2 separate regions of the Anas platyrhynchos genome follow, and region 1 is linked to region 2. A link is a contact called in public Hi-C data. All regions are on one chromosome and are shown on one strand. The core of a region is the stretch at or near the end of the contact, and the rest is flanking DNA. Distances in the headings are between cores, read along the strand shown. Region 1 overlaps PARD6G (par-6 family cell polarity regulator gamma). Region 2 holds the start of CARMIL1 (capping protein regulator and myosin 1 linker 1).

What was found. A called contact is a pair of places that touch in the nucleus more often than the background predicts.
Region 1: a contact with region 2 is called in a Hi-C map of skeletal muscle, with 3 times the contacts expected there. The contact joins the enhancer-like site here to the promoter of CARMIL1 in region 2. A contact is called at or near these places in 5 of 8 Hi-C or Micro-C datasets (liver, skeletal muscle, small yellow follicle and 1 more).

The regions. Positions count from the first base shown.
Region 1 is chr2:62,956,497-62,961,604 of IASCAAS_PekinDuck_T2T, forward strand. The region is part of intron 3 of PARD6G (par-6 family cell polarity regulator gamma); the gene reads left to right. Among named protein-coding and RNA genes, the nearest start is that of BLOC1S4, 15 kb to the right of the region's middle. Within about 2 kb of position 2,570, at least 2 of the 8 cell types and tissues checked have an H3K27ac peak or open chromatin away from gene starts, as enhancers often do.
Region 2 is chr2:62,665,670-62,671,045 of IASCAAS_PekinDuck_T2T, forward strand. CARMIL1 (capping protein regulator and myosin 1 linker 1) reads left to right here and starts at 3,879. Exons shown (of 38, transcript XM_072034847.1): 1 at 3,879-4,428. The coding sequence starts at 4,389. LOC140001897 (a long non-coding RNA gene) reads left to right here. Exons shown (of 3, transcript XR_011807625.1): 3 at 1-607.

The DNA.
Region 1 (5,108 bases), core at 1,320-3,819, 290 kb after region 2:
CCAAAGCAGAAGTTGTGACTCGATTTCCTGCGTGCTTTCCTCCGTCGGTCCTTTAGATGTGGTGCCCGTATTGTCAGGTGATAGCACCCGTGAGGTGGCTGATTGCTCTGAAGGCCTACAGAACATTAATAGCTGATGTAGAGTTGATTCAGAATTGTGCCCGTGGAGCAGGCGAGGCCCAGGCTGTTGAGTTAGGACCACCTTTACCCCTAAGGACCAATCTTTTCAGCCTGTCCTATAACGTGTTGGTCATGAGTTCATCACTTGCTGCTATAAACGTGACTCTCTGACTATCCAAGCACATATCCTGCATGAAATAATCCTGTCTTCCCAGGCTATTTCTGTGATTTTTATTTTTATTTTAACTTTGTACTCACAGAAACTTCTTAGGAAGGGAGCAGGAGGACAGCGAGCTTGGGGGGGTTGATAATTTCATTAGTAATTTTGAGAGAGGTCTGACTGAGTTGGCTTGGCCTGGAAACTTCTCCGTATTTAGCTCGGAGAACTGAAAAGTGCTTGTTAATGCGTTTGGTATCCTGTAGTTAAAGACAGGTTAGGATGAAAATAATGTTGTTACTATTGGTCCGTGGCACTGCTGGTAGCCTTGCTGTTGTTGCACTAACCGGATGAATCCCAAACCTCTAAGCTACCACAGGGAGAGGCAAAAAGCCATAGTCAGTGACCTACAGGAACTAGCAGTGACTTCCAATTGCTCAGAGGCTCCCGAGGAAGATTTTACTTGGCCACAGAAACCACTAGCCTCGCTGGAGAAAGATACAGCAGTGGGTCTGGATTGCTGTAGCAAGGCTGAGATCAAGCTGGGGTCACGCAGTGGCACGGCTCGCTGCAGCCCTGAGCACAGTGTCAGGGCCTGCCTGATTTGGCCACAAAAAACCGACCAGAAGTCTACCCAAATTCACGCTTGGGTAGAGCAGGTAAGTCTCAGGTGTGTTTCCCATACTGCTTTTTCTACCCTTGGTGGGAAGAGCATCAAAGACTTCATACCGACAGTTTTTGTGGTCGAGGTGAAATGTAAAGCTGAGGTGGGCTTTCCCTTCAGCTGCCTCTTCGCAAGCAAGACCAACAATAAAGTTCGGTCAAGGCAAAGTTGCTTTCTGAATTAAGTCCAGATTACATTTTTTTTGTTGTTGGTTTTTGTTTTTAATTCCCTAGGCCCTTTTGGCCTAGATTTGGAAAGTGTGAAATGTTTGATACCGCGTGGCTGTCTCCTAGACCACAGTGGGCTGAAATAAATGAAAAGGCGTGATCCCATCCTCTCTTGGGGGGTAACACACATTGGTTCAGTTTAGGGTAGAAAATCTTGTGTATTAGAGACTGAAATTTAAGTACTTGTTTATTTATTTATTTATTTATTTATTGGAAAAGGGAATGAGGGACTCTGTTCTGCCACTTTTCTGTGGGGAGGAAGGCTTTTAAAAAGGTGTTTTATCCCGAATCTGGTTATGGGTCCAAACCTTTGAAAGCTGCGAGCTCCATCTTTTTGTATACAGATACATATACATACATGTACATGTACACCAGTCCTCTGCAGGTATCCCCCAAGCTTAAATCTCTTGAATTTGAAGACAGAGTGGACCAAAAAAAGTGGACACAAGAGGATGTCTGTGGAAAGAGACTAGAACAGAAAGGGCAGCTGTATTAGCAGGGTGAGTCAGGTCAGTAGCTGGCAAAATATTTGGTACCCCAGGTGGTTCACCTACCTGTGGCCCCATTTTTGATTGGTGTTTATTATTTTTTCCTTCAACTTCTCTGTGTTGTGTGGAGCAGCTGCTGAAGGGCTGCTTGCATTAGTGTGATCAGCAGCGCTCGGGATGCTCCAGGCTGATAAGCAAGCTCCTCTTGGACAACGCAGTCGCTTGTCAGGATGAAAGAGACGTTGAGCAACGGCTTCCTGCCTGTGCCATTCCTCTCGCATTAGTTGCTGCTCAGCTTCTGCAATGGCTCTTAATCAACAAACTCCAGGTTAGCCTTCTAGATAAACACGAGCTAATGACTCAAAAACCGGTGGGGTACTTCAGGTGTTAGCTTGTAATTGGAAGTCCCCTCCCAAGTAAGTTTTCAAGTCGAAGGGTAAACAGGAATTCCTCCATTTTCTCCACCCTGCTGACAGCATGACTTCCTCGGATGGAAATTATCTAAGGGGTGCAATCCGGATCTTTTTTTATTTTTTATTTTTTGCATCAGAGGTGTTGACAGGTTATAACAAAGCCTGTAAATGTTAGAGCTGGAATCTGTTGACTGTGTTGCTGCCACAGAGCACATGGGACAGAGCAACAGTTTTTACGGCCCATTGGAGATGCAAAGAGTGAAAATATTGGTGGAGGAGGGAAAAAGCCTGATACAGTTGTTTTATTTTACATCTATTTAAATGCTTTTTGGGGAGATGGTCCCCTGAATCCATTTGTTTCCATTCTAACAGGAGTGATTTCTTCAAATGGGCACAGTGAGAGCGCTGTTGTACAAGGGCAGGCTTTTTTTTGAAGAGTCTGCAAATAATTGTGGTTGGTGATATGTGTGTGCTGACAGCTGGAATATCTGCACGAGCAATTAGCAGGATCTGCAACAACTGCAAATGCCAGCTCGGGACACTATCTAAGCGCTGCCCTGCGCGCTGAAATGCTGGAAGTGGGAATTTTAAAGCTAATTTAAGAAAGCTGTTTCCTCCTGGGAACAAAACAGGTTTCATAATGATGACTCGCGTTTGCAAAGACACATTTTCTGTCTACTGAGAAAATAAGGTCATTTACAAATGACCTATGATGCATGCAGCAGAGACCTAGTGTTTTATTAAAAGAAAGTGAGACCCTGGCAAGGCTTTTATTTTGTGTTTTTTTGGGGTTAGGGTGTTAAAAACGTAAGCCACCTTTGTTTCTGCCTGCTAACCAGTATCAGCAGATAAGGCACGGACTGTACACTGTGAAGGAGAAAACACGAGGATTGAAGTGCCTTAGTCAAGCTGTTCTACCTTATTTTAATGCCTTCTTAGGGCATCTATAAATCCCAGAAGAGAAAGGGAGGACTGCGTGCTGATGGTTATCTTCCTCTGTTTGAGGCCTTAAGGAAAGCAACCTGGAGACTTGCAAGAAGAGAATTAAACAGGCTAGGAAGGATGCTTACAGAGTTTTAAAGTGCCAGGGTACGTCTCCTGCTTTCTGAATCCATGTGGTAGAAGGGGTTTGTGTCCTCATTTTTTGCACGTCGGCTGTTTAAAGGCATGCAGTCGTTGCATGTGATCCTCATGCAAATATCCAGCTTTCACCATTTCTAAAGCATTTTTGGTAACAAAGGCAGTTTGCATACTCTGGAGAGAAGAAATCCTCTGGGGATAATAGATCTGTTGGAAGTAGGAAGAGGGAAACCAGCTTGAGGACCCTGCTGAGTGACTAGACTTCCTCTCAAGTGGCTGCTCGGTGGTGTTCCCAGCCTGCTAGCCAGCCTTTTGGCTGACACTTGGCCTAACTCCCCCGTGCGTGCCAGAAGTCTGGTTCAGGGCCCTCCCCTTCATGTCTGCTTCAAAGGTGCAGTTAATGCGGCTCCATTAGCCATTCTGGAAAGGAAACTTTGAGCTCAAAACGTAAGGTGCGTTAGGGTTTTTCTTTGAAGTGATGTAAGGAAGACTTCCCTAAGCGTCAGCACTTCTCACCGAGCTCAAAAGAAGCTCGGTGCTGATCCTGAGGTGGTGTTTTTCTCCAGCAGCTGGGACAGCTGTTGGAAAAGCCTGGTTTTCAGGTGCACTTACGTGTAAACGACTTCTGAATTGAGGGTTTTACGGCCTCTGAACTGGAGGCTTGCTGCTGGCCATGCTTAACTCAAAGTGCTGAGACACCGACTTGTTAGAGCTGGTAAACAGAGCTGCTGCCTCACCGGCTGGTGACATTATTTCCTTCTGGATATTCCCTGCTGCCTTGCGAGCCACTGCCAAGGTATATAGAGTGACTCACTTCTTGTAGTGCTTCCAAGGTGGAATTTCTTCAGTCTGAGCTCGGGGCTGACAATGGTGGTGTTTTTTTGCCTACTTGCTAGGTTAGGCAAGGCTTCGTCGGGGCGAGCCCAGAGGTGACACATCCCGCACCCAGCAACCCAGCAGCTGCCTCTCGTCGATGGAGCAGATCTCACTGGTGAAGCTCGCTCAGAGGGCTCAGGTTCTGGGGAGGATTTCATGCTGCGCTCCCGCAGAAAGCCCCCTTTGTGCAGGAGCTCAGGCTGACGCTGCACAAGGCGGCGAGGCTCCCACGCAGGCAGCATCCTCCCCTGTACACCACCACAGCCAGAGCGCTGGGAGCGAGTGCCTGCCGTTATTACAGGGCCAGGAGGCTCCTCCTCGCTCCCCCTGGGCTGCGCAGCACCAGAGGGAGGCTTTGTAATTAACGCAACCATCTGAAGCCGGAGAAAGAGCAGAGCTCAGCTAAAACGGCCTCCCCGGTTGTTTGGGCAAGCGGCTGATGTGAAATCTGGCCCGGGAGCTTTGCGTTGGCCTTTGGCTGATCTGACACGAGAGCAAACAGGTCGGTGGTGCTTTCCCAGGGGAGACACGTTACGAGCAAAGCTCTTGCTGCCACGGGCTGGCTTTCTGATAGCCACAATGCCCAGCTGCTCCTCAGTGCCATGCCACCCATTCAGTGTGTGTCAGTTACTGCTAGGATCAGGATTTTCCAGATTTCTTCCTTGCCCAGACAAGCAGGTGATTCATAGCCACTGCCTTTTTTTTTCTTTTTCCCTGTTTTCCTTCTGAAACTCTCAGCAATGTGCCTTAAAAGGTGGAGACTAAAGCATTACCATTACCTCTTGCAACTAACCCATCATTTCACTTGCCATGGCCAAGGGCTTGACTTGTGTAAAATGACCTAAAACAGGCAAAACCAAGGTGAGTTGTCTTGTTTAGTTCCAGCCTGGGGGTCTGGATGTTACACTTCATCCACCCAGCAGGAAAAACTGGAGCTGAGCAGCCAATAAATACGATCGGGATGGGTGAAGGGAAAAGAAACCCAGATACCTTTTTTTTTTCATACCTCTGTGTCATAAATATATTTTCCTCCACTGCAGCTCCCTGGATTAACGTGGAGTTAGCTGCCAAGCCAAGGGCAGGT
Region 2 (5,376 bases), core at 2,629-5,128:
GCATCATAATATTGTTCACATCATGCTCCTAAGGAAAAAAGATTGAGATTCAACAGTGCTTAAGCCTCAGTCCAAGTGGCAGAGAAGATAGGAGGGAGGGCATTCAGCAGCAGAGACTATGAGTAGCCTACCTTATGGCAGTGAATGTGGCTTGGCACCAGCTCACATTGACACCTGCCTGACCTGCAGGAGAAGACAGGATTTCAGCTGAGAAGGAGGATGAGGGCAGCAGAAGGGCTGGAAAACAGAAATGCAACAGAGTATGTGTCAATGCAGGGTGTGAGGTGCCATAATAACATAGAGACCTGTGAGAGGTGGTCAGAAATTCTTTGCAAGCTACTTCTTATAATTTATGGTTAATCTGATACATGAACATGCAGTTCTGAGGGCATCCCCCTCCTCCCCCAACCACCACTTTTTTCTGTCTCAAATGTCTCCCTGCTCAGAGTCTTCTGATGTCCCTAGTTCTCCCCTGCTCTGTTACTGTCAGTTAAGTCTAAGCTGTGGATGCTGTTCTGTTCCCCGCAGCAATTTAACTGGCGCACGATCCAACCCACTGTTCTCGTCAGAATTTTTGTCACACCAGACACTACAGTAGCTTGAACAATCTTTAGAGAGAAAAAAAAAAATCTACAAGCAAACCACACAGCTCCCATATCTGTGGCAGGCAAGTTGGTTATCCTCTGAATGACTTATTTTAAAATGACTTCCTGGGTCTGCTCTGGTGGAAGAAAATGAAGCCTCCTTCCTTTTCAGCAGGCCTGCTGCACACATGATATGCAAATGCTACATGACTACTGTAGCGTGATCCTAGCTAGGACACCAAGCCGTGATCATTTTCACCACTGCAGGTAACATAAGATGAGGAGAGCCCACTGACGGACATAGCAATGACTGCTTGGGAGCAGCTCGGGGTAAGAGCTGCACCCTAGGGTTACAGGAATACAACTGAGCTCAGACAGAAACCCAGCTCCATCTGCCTCAGCCACCCCAGTTTCACTTAGGCACCTCTGTTCTTCTCAGCTGTGCCTCTGTGGGGGTGGTGGTGTGGCTTTTCCTTTAAGCTGTAGAGGACAGTCTCCATTTGGGAGGCCTGGGAGCCAAATGTTTGGGACCCCAGGGGAGGTGGTCCAGGCTTCTCTGCTCTGGGAGGTGGAAACATCCTACTTTTCACAGGGCTTGCTGATGTTGCAATAGTGCCAGTATCCAGGCATTACTACAGCTGCAGCTTGCCTGAACGACCATTTCCTGCCTCCTCTCTAGGGAATAAGGAGTGGGAAATGATGCAATCTGCTGATTGAATCTGACCTTGGGGGCATTAACCCACCCAGATTTAGTCTACCTTCCCTCCCTTGAACCAGGTCAGTCTTCTGGGCTCCCAAAAGGAATGATACAGTAGCCTTGGCAGTGCTACTTCGTTAGCTTGTTATGCTGGTGATTAAAAAACAGAACAGAAAAAAAACTGCCTGCTACCACCATTCTTTTTGTTTGTTTTCTTTATTTTTCTGTATGTATCCTGGCTTTGCTGTGCTGGCTGTTTCGTGTGAAAAGAAGCAGAGATGGAGGGGTGCTCGCAGTACCCAGCAGAGTGCTGCAGGCAGGCAGGCCTGGAAGGAGCACATTGCTTCTGCAGCTGGTGCACCCTGAGAGGCCTACAGTCGCGTGGCAGGAGCCAGGAAAGCAAGATCCACACTTCAAGTACTGTTTCAGATAGAAATGAGGCAATGAAACTGCTTCTGCTTCATGTATGAGCTGTCATAGTTCCAAAAACGTGCATTTTTGCAGAGTAAGTAAATAGCGATGGAAGAGAAGGTATCTTTTGGGGAAGTTTTAGTCAAACACAGGGCATTAGACTCAATACAGAAGTAACTGCATGAAATTACATATCCTTCCTTATGCAGACCTAATAATCTGATTTTTCCTTCCTGGGTATTAGAAAAGATGTGAACTTCAGAATTCCTATTTTGTAGTTGTTATTTTTGTTTTGTTTTCTGCCCAAAGATGCTCAGATCCCTCAGTTGGAAGTAAGCTTGCTTATGTGCAACAAGCAAAAAATGCATATTTGTGCTGAGCTATGAGGAAAGACTGTCAGGTATTCTGCAGAGAAAGGAAAAGGATGCAGGTACAGTGAAGAAGAGGGAGCAGAGGACCATCAACAAGCAGGTATAGAGCTCTCTTTCTATGCATATATATGGCCAGGTAAAGTTTGACTGGCAGTGCTGTGTGTTAAAAGCACACAGCTTCTTTTACCAGTATACCCTATATTTACTGTTTGTTTATTTTCTTTAAAGAATGTCCCTATTTGCTTCCTGTAGTTAAACAACAAAAAGGAAAGGCAGCAAATTTGTATCTATTTCTTTAGTAATTGTATCTGTGTTGGTAAGATAATAGCTAAAGTTATTCAGAGAGCTGGTTGTTGCTGTGGGGAATCATAAAATCGTTTCACAAGTCGCAACCATTTCAAACTGCTAGTTATGTTTCTTTTGAAGACCAGGGAATGTGTAGTCCCCTAGATGCACAGAGCAGCAGCACAGCATTTTACCAGGAAAATAAGTCATCTTCTTGGATTTGTGCTGTTGCTCTCACTGAATGCATTTCAGGCGTCTTAAATAGGCATAAATGACTTTGATCTTGCAGATCCGTCACTCACTTGTAGAGCGCCTGAAATATGAGGTTTATGCAGTAATCCACCCCTTCAGGATGCAGGACGACCAATCACAGTCCTGCTGCAGTGAAAATGATCTTCTCATTGAAACTGTGCATCGCTACCAGGAGCAAGCCGAAGTATTTCCAGAGCTGCCTAGCCTCTTCCTCTCCCCTCATCCAATGAGCTTCTGTCTGCCCTTATTTTTATAGGCGCAATTAGGCAGCTCACGTGCTGTGTTTCTGTAACGCGTCTGTTGCACATAACAAAAATGCTCAGCGGCACAGTGCAACAAGCAAAACACTGCTATTTGTGGGGTTTTCTTTGATCCTGGGAAAGGAGGCATGCTTCTGGTTTCCTTCAGTCTAGCATAAACCCAGATACTTGCCTTTCCCCTCCTAAGGCGTTTGCTAAACAACCTGTAACAAGGGCATCACCTTATAACAGGTGACATCCCTGTGGAGACGAGGTGGGGGAGTGCAGAAGAGGCAGATGAGCTCTGGATCAGAGGTTATCCTTCGCCGGGGCTTAAAGCGACCCAGCCTTGGCGATCTCGTTCCCAGGCAGCAGGAAATGAGGGCTGACTTGATGGTTACAACCACTCCCTTTACAGCGTCAACCTTTTTTTTTAAAGAAACACACGAGAAGGAGCACTCCTGTGGGGCAAGGCCAGAGGATGCATCTGCCGAGGATGAGGACCTGTTGAGGAGGGCCGGCAGCGAGACCTTGAGACCTCGTTGCCGTAGGCGGTTCTGCATGGCTCCTGTGCTGAGTGGTGCTGGCTGGAGAGGCCACGTCCATGGAGCACCGTGTCCTGTGGGACCTCACGGTGGCCGAGCGCAGGCTGCAAACATCTGCGCTTGGTGCTGTAGCAGTGTTGCAATGCTTCCTCTTGGCGCTCAGGGGTTGTCAACAGCCAGCACCAGCACAGCCAAACCGTGGAAAAGGAGACGGTTCATCCATGCGAGAGGCTTCCTGCGAGCCAAGGACCGGGCAGCTCAGCCCTCATGCTGTTGTCGCAGTTATTTATTTACCTGCACTCAGGTCGTGCCTGGGCTATCACCACAGCCCCCCGAGCCCCCCAGTAGGGCCAGGGCCTCAATGGCGACCCCAAATCAGACCCCAGACCCTGCCTGGAGGGAGAAGGAGGCGGAGAGCAGGGACCAAAGCGGAGCCTGGGGCCGGGAGACCCTTGGGGGCCGCGCCATGGCCGCTCTCCCCGGGGGCCGTGCTGCGGGTGGGAGCGGCGGCGGCCGGCAGGTGGCCCCCGTGGCCGCCCTCCCCTCACCCCGGGGGGCTGGGGGGGCTGCATTTCCCTGCCTTCCCCTGCCCTGCCGGCCGTGGGCGCCACGGTTCCCCTCTCGGGAGCTGCGGAGGCCGGGGGAGGGCACCCTCCCTCCATCCATCCCTCCCTCCTTCATCCTGCCGCGGCGAGGGGGAAGGAGGGCGGGCAGCCCCCGCCCGGCTCCCTCCTCCTCCCTTCTTCTCCTCCCTCCCTCCCTGCCTGCCTGCCTGCCTCGGGGCTGGCTTCCTCCCCGGGAAATGCCCCTCCCGGCCGCTCTCTGAAGATCCCCATCCCCTTTTCCCTCCGCTCTCGCACGGCACCCCGGCGCAGGGCCAGCCCTCTTCGCCCTCCTCCTCCTCCTCCTCCTCCTCCTCCTCCTTCTCCCCCGCCCCGCGGCTCGCATGCTCGCCCGGCCCTGCGGAGGGGCGGCCAGCCGCTGAAGCAGCCCCGCCGCCCGGCATGGCCGAGGAGAGCTCCGAGCTCCCCCGGGAGCTGATAGGTGAGGGCTGGGGGTGCCGGGCGGGGGGCACCGGGGGGGCTGCGGGCTCCCCGGGGGACGGGAGGGCCGGGGGACGAGGCCCCGCTGCTGCCTGCGGGGACCCGAGCCGGGGGGGATCCGGGGGGGCTCTCCAGTGGGGGTGCAGGCTGGTGGGGGTCCTGGGGGGCTCCCGGGGGTCCCCCGGGGCAGGGACACGCGTGGGGAAGAGCCGGTAGCAGCCCTGCTGTCAGCCTCCAAGCTGCGCCCGGGGGGGGGGGGTTACATGATGTTTTTTTTTCCCCCCCTCCCACCCCACTGGGCTTGTTTAAAACTCATTTTTTTTTCGTCTGTGTGCACGTCCGAGAGGCTATTTGTAATTAAAGTTTAATGGCTGCATGCGGTGACCTCCCCCCCTACTCCCCCCCATGTTCCACGGTCTGTGCTTAAGCAACGCTGGCTGATGGCGAGGACCTCCTGAAAATGCTGTCATCGCTACTTGGGAGTGCTCAGTACATGGCGATACGGGCTGCTGGCAACCGGTGTCATTTGGGGATAACAGGTCTGATGCTTTAGGATCCAGCTGCTCTGCTCAGGCCAGGCGTCCACGGGTTTTAGACGCCGGGTCGCCTGTTGAAGGGCAATACGAAGCTCTCACCTACACTGGAATTAATTTAAAGTACTGCCTCAGTGACAGATGGAAACAGATTTGTCATGCAACCAGGTACATGTTGCACTGAATGCAGCTCTTACAAACATCACCTAGCTCATTTACACTGTTGCTGTGCCTTTGGTTGCTACAGGCAGTGCTTTTGCTGGGAATTAGTTTGAGTGTTTATAAAATATCGGCAAAAATCTGTATGGCAAGTTGCATTTGTCACAGATATTTTTTTCCTCTGTATAGAAAAAATCGCTTTATTTATGGTCTTTTTAATGTGCAAACCATGGGGGGTTACTAGCATTAGTATGTAG